Linked DNA regions of Zea mays: region 1 is linked to region 2. Evidence: chromatin contacts called from public Hi-C data. All regions are on one chromosome and are shown on one strand. The core of a region is the stretch at or near the end of the contact, and the rest is flanking DNA. Distances in the headings are between cores, read along the strand shown.

Evidence for each region. Hi-C and Micro-C count contacts between places; a contact is called where the count stands out from the background.
Region 1: a Hi-C map of tassel shows a contact between it and region 2, with 1.9 times the contacts expected there. The contact joins the promoter of LOC103647917 here to the promoter of LOC100193790 in region 2. A contact is called at or near these places in 3 of 25 Hi-C or Micro-C datasets (ear, leaf and tassel).

What each region holds. Positions count from the first base shown.
Region 1 is chr2:222,353,485-222,356,331 of Zm-B73-REFERENCE-NAM-5.0, reverse strand. LOC103647917 (zinc finger protein CONSTANS-LIKE 15-like) reads left to right here and starts at 1,445. Exons shown (of 4, transcript NM_001394929.1): 1 at 1,445-2,165; 2 at 2,285-2,539; 3 at 2,690-2,847. The coding sequence starts at 1,626.
Region 2 is chr2:222,207,560-222,210,337 of Zm-B73-REFERENCE-NAM-5.0, reverse strand. It overlaps LOC100193790, which reads left to right and starts at 1,487. Exons shown (of 1, transcript NM_001138875.2): 1 at 1,487-2,778. The coding sequence starts at 1,563. The coding sequence ends at 2,042.

The sequences.
Region 1 (2,847 bases), core at 196-2,695, 150 kb before region 2:
TCTCATTCAGGCATGCCATGTGATTTGAGATTTGAGACATGTGCTATCAGCCTGTGACGATGATGCATCATGTTTTCAAAGATATCTATGCATGGCACAGCCGCACAGGCGTCTGATGACTTTGGTATTTTTGTCATAGGATTCTTGAACCCTCTTTACCCGTTACAACAATACTTACCTTGTTGCAGGACTTGAAAGCTGGCAACATCAATGCTAAATTGTCTTGTTTCTTTGTCCAGAATCGATTTACTTCCTGGGACTGGGTGGCTGGGCAATAATTTGATGTGTCTCCACTTTGGAGCATTGCATATGCCGCCTCACTCCCTTGGTGAGTCGTGACCACTAGCCCCTACACTACGGTTTCTGTTGCAATTTATGAGGATTCTTGTTCTAGTCGCAATCAAGCCTTGTTTCAGCAGTTCATGACTATACATAACCGCACGCCATGTCTGTGAGGCGTTTATAGAGTTTTTTGTTAGATCCGACCAAAATTAAACATGGGTCTTTTTAAAATTGGTCGAGACCCAATCTAAATATCAACACTTCCTGTGACCCAATTTTCAACTGTTAACACTTACTGTAACACGATTCGCGGTCTTCCTCTTTTCTTTCGACATCAACTTTTTCACCATGAAAGCAGGGCGACTCTTTCTTCCGGCACATTTTTTTTTTCACAATGGAGGGACTATTTGAGGTATTTCCTTTCTTTCGATATAAATAAACTCTTTCAACGACGGATGGACAGACAGGCTGTGTGGACATGGGTCTGTCTACCCAAGTATAGTTGTTAGTTGGAGCTGAAAAGCCTGCTAAACTATTTAGCTTAGCCACTGTATAATTGGGTCCTCGGCTGACAGTTGCACACTCCTACGTCTCTGTCAATAGCTGTTACTAAGGATATCTCCAGCAGATTTTCTATTTCATTCCTTATTTTAAACTTCACTTTGTAAACAGTATCCTCCACAATTTTATTTCTTATTTTAAACTTCACTCTGTAAACAATGTCATCTACAGTTTCGTATTCACTATTTTTTCTCGCCTGCTGGAGACGGTCTAAGGCAATTTTTATTGGAGGGTTTTATCGTACTCTCACATCTCTCGTTAAACTCTCTTATATCTCTCTTCATTAAATTGTATGACATATTATCTTTTTGGCTTATATGGCATGTTATCGTTTTTATTTCCATCTCCTTTAAGAACCTTCATCCTACGCATTAAATCAAAGGACGAAGGTCCAAATACTTAACTTGTTTTCGACACCTTTAGAAAATCAAATATCAACAGTAGACATATATGTAGAATACATACAGCTCTGGTAAACGCTGAGCCAAAATAGCGGGCTTCGCGCTCAACTACGGGGCGGCGTGCTGCTGCTGCTGCATGGCCATCTACAGACTACAGAGTGTCTTTGTACTGGCACCCACCATCGACCTACAACAACTACAAGACAGTAGCGACGAGTGAGGGTGACGACCGTGCGAGTTGTAGGCCTCTATCGTCCCCTCTCCCTTTCGCGCCATCAATCCTGTGCCTCCTCCGTCCTCACTGCAACAAATCGCGCTCGTCCCAACCAGATCCCCCGGGGTCTTGTCCGCTGCCGTGATCCGCCGCAGGTGGCGGAAGCCATGTCCGACGCGGACGCGGCCGGCAGCAAGGAGGCGCCGAGATGCGACTACTGCATGGGCCTGCCGGCCGTGGTGTACTGCCGGGCCGACTCCGCGAGGCTGTGCCTGCCGTGCGACCGCCACGTGCACGGCGCCAACACGGTGTCCACCCGCCACGCCCGGGCGCCGCTCTGCGCCAGGTGCCGCGCAGCCGCCGCCACCGCCGTCGCGTCCCCCCGCGGCGGCGGCGGCGGCTTCGTCTGCGCCGACTGCTACTGCTTGGAGAAGGAGGACGAGGAGAAGGGGGAGGAGCACCGGGACCCGCGGCCGCTCCACCACGACCATGACGCGGTGGAAGAGTACGCCGGGTGCCCTTCGATCGCCGAGCTCGCGGCCATCCTCGGCGTCGCCGGGTACGACGAGAAGGCGGCGGCGGCGGGCGGGGACGTCGGTTGGTGGTCCACCTGGGAGGAGCCCCAGGTGGTGTGCTTGGAGGACGTGGTCGTTCCTACCACATCTTGTCATGGCCTCCATCCGCTCCTCGCACCGCCGTCCCCAAAGGTACGGTGCTGCTTCGGCTGCTGCCCTGCTACAAGAGCCATTGTTAAATGAAACCAAACAAAAAAAAAACGGGATTCTTTTTCCTCTTCTCTAATGGTTGTCTTGATATGGCGACCTAGAACCGGAGCTCCGGCGGTGAGCTGGCTGACGTGGTAATCCGGCAGCTGGAGGAGCTCGCCAAGTCGGAGGCGGCGGCCGTGGCGGCGTCTTACGCGGAGCTGGAGCCGGGTGACGGCGAGCAGCTGCCTCCATGGGCGTCGCCGGAGCTCGACATTGGAGCCGCCGCAGACTTCGGGGCTCTCGACGCTGCTGACGCTGACGCCGCCTGGCATGATGCAGCGACCATGGCTTTCGCAGCAGTGCCTTCCCACGAGGTTTGGTTCAGTGTTCAGTCACTTCTCTGCTGCAGCTGCACACATTACAGCATCTACTAGTTTATATATGGCAATTCTAAACTACATATTTCCAAGGGCAACAGGATCTCATCAAATTTCTAAGCAACGACATGCATGAACTGGTGACAGGAGCAGGAGGCGTGGATCGCGACCGCCTGTGACGTCGACGCGCGCCGGGCGGAGGTGGAGGTGGAGGAGGCGCGCGAGCAGGCTGCTCCGGCGCCGGACGAGCCGTGCCTGTCCTCGTTCGTGGACATGTCGGAGATCTTCCCCGCCAGCGTCACGCT
Region 2 (2,778 bases), core at 238-2,737:
GATAAGGAGACTGTGCTCTACGGTCGATTCAAAATGGCTGAACGCTCCGAGTCCAGTCAAGCCAATGGAAATCAATTCATCAGATGACGAGTTGCCTAGAAAAATCGGAGTGGCATGGCCCCTAATGGCTTTCTCCCCATGTCACCGCCACTCTTTTTACCGGCAACATATTTAGGGTTTTTTAAATGCACTAGTCTAATAATTAGCTGTTAAAATTCACGGAATATATCTAAACATTCTAGATAATAGTTTAAGTATGAATTATTTTTAGCCAATTAGTTAAAACTTAGCTAGATATTTATTAGTTAGCTAATTCCACTAGCAAATTTTTAGTCAGCTAACTAGAGCTCTAGTGCATATATTATAAAAATGATTAAGGTTTTCACATGCTAACATCGTATTCATATCTTGTCCATTAGATCTATAATCTACAGTGGAGTGTAATTTCGCCTCTCCTCAGGTTATCTCTAGCAGTTTACATATCCTCATACTTAAATTCAAACTTTACTCTGCGAACAATACAGTCTACAGTGCAAAACAGTGTTTTAGATGATCATATGGGTAAACTGCTAGACACAGTGTCACACTGTTTTCTAAAGAACTCAATGTTTTTTTACTTAAATACTCCATCCGTTCACAAAATGTTTGTCGTTATGGTATTCGTGTCAGTCAAAATTTCTTAAGTTTAACTAGATTTATAGAATATATTAGCAACATTTGCATCTTCGAATAATTTTACTACAAATATAGATTTAAATATCTACATAGCGATACTAATTATGTACTATAAATATTAATTTTTTTATATAAACTATAAATATTAATATTTTTTTATATAAATGTGGTCAAAGTTAAAAATGATTGACTCCTTAAAAAATGAGAACGACTAATATTTACAGACAGAGGGAGCAGGACACTACGTTCTCAGGTGTGATTTCACTCGGTCGTAGATAATAAGTCTAATGTACAAGATTCGATATCGGCACGTTAAAACCCAAATCGTTTCTATGCTAGATATGTTGTCCTTTTTTTATGCATTTGTTTTCTTCAAGGAACGAGGAGTGGGACGTCTCGCCGACCCAATTTGCAAATTAAGTATTGGTTATTACATGCGTATTACGAGGATCGTGACATTCGTTGTCTCTAGCGTGGGTGGGTTGGGTTGGATTCACTGGACCGGCCGGAGTGGAGACTGTTGGCGCGCCACGGTTTCCTTTTACACGTTGTGCTTGTGCGTCCCTGTCCTCCTGCTTTCATTCTTATCGCGCGGAAACTTCCTCCCTTCCACTCTGCCGGCAGGTCCCGCCGGTGCCGGTGGGACCCACGCAATAATTTAGACCCAATCAAACCACCCACACAACGCAACGTGGCGCGGCGCCCACAGAAAATCCGTCCGAGCCCCCGTTTAGTTCAGCTGGCAGCTGACTGGCTATAAACACCCGACCCAGCTCCGCAGCGCGGCACGGCACACGGCTTTTGGCAGCTACAAACCACCCAAAAGCCACCCCCAGAAACCGGCGGTCCTTGGGTGTTCCGGATCTGAGCCAGCAGCTGAGAAGAGGATGAGCGCCGTGGCCGCCATGGCGACGTCGTCGCTGAACCCCAACGCGCCGCTCTTCATCCCGGCGGCGTACCGGCAGGTGGAGGAATTCTCGCCCGAGTGGTATGAGCTCGTCAACACCACCGCCTGGTTCCGGGACCACTGGTTCCGCCAGCACCAGCACCACGAGGCCGCCTTCGCCGCCGCCGCCGACGCCGAGCTCGACGTCGCCGCGCTCCTCCCCGACGACTCCGTCGACCTCCTCGACACCGACGACCTCTTCTACGCGCCTGACGTCCACCACCCCCACAACGCCAAGCCGGCGCTGCTGCCCGGGTACGACCTCGACATGCTCAGGGCGCTGAGCCTCAGCTCCCCCCGGGCCGCCGCCGCGCCGTCGCCGTCGCCGTTGCTGCGCGCCCAGCAGCAGAGGCACGCGGACAGGCCGGCGCACCACGCCAGGGGCGCCGCGCGCCGCGTCATCATCCACCAGCCTCGCTAGAAGCAGCCTGCTCATGGCGGGCCGCCGCCATGGCTGTTGTGCCTAGTGTAACCTCAAGCAAGTCTAGTCTGTTTCTGTCTGTGTATACGACTAAAAAAACAACAGATGGAAGATTCGGACGAGGCGGCCAGTGCTCTCTCCTCGTAGCCAGCTTCTCCTGTTCCAGCTCAGTTCTTGTTCATCCAGCAGAGCACCCAAAAAAAAAAAAACAGGCGGAGTGATGTACTTACTATTCCTCCTCCTCCTCCTCCCATGTCCATGTTGTTGAATATATATATGATGGCAAGCAGCCTGATCTTTTCAATTCTTCTTCCATTACTACCTCGCTTTGCTTCAGTTGTCCTATGATTCAGATGGAACTGAGTTGTCAACGACTCCAGGATGCTACATGTGCCGAGCTACTCTCCAGATGACTTTCGGGATGTCTAGCTGTCAGCATCCACTGAAGAAGAATCGGTCCTTGAAACGAAGGCCGTAGGAAGCACTGATGGACCACTGATTTTACCACCAAACAACAGGTGTAACATAAAGCAACCTACGCCAGTTGCACTGTCTGTCAGCAGGTATAACCGATGGTAGTTTAGCAACAGATTGCAACCAGACTAGCTCAGTTTGCTCCAGAACATTTGCGCTATACCAGATTTCCTAAGTCGCAGCCACTTCAGTCCATTCCTCAGAAAGCCACAAAGAGAAGTCCATGTCGGCCGCACACCTTCCTTACAGACGTCAGGACGAC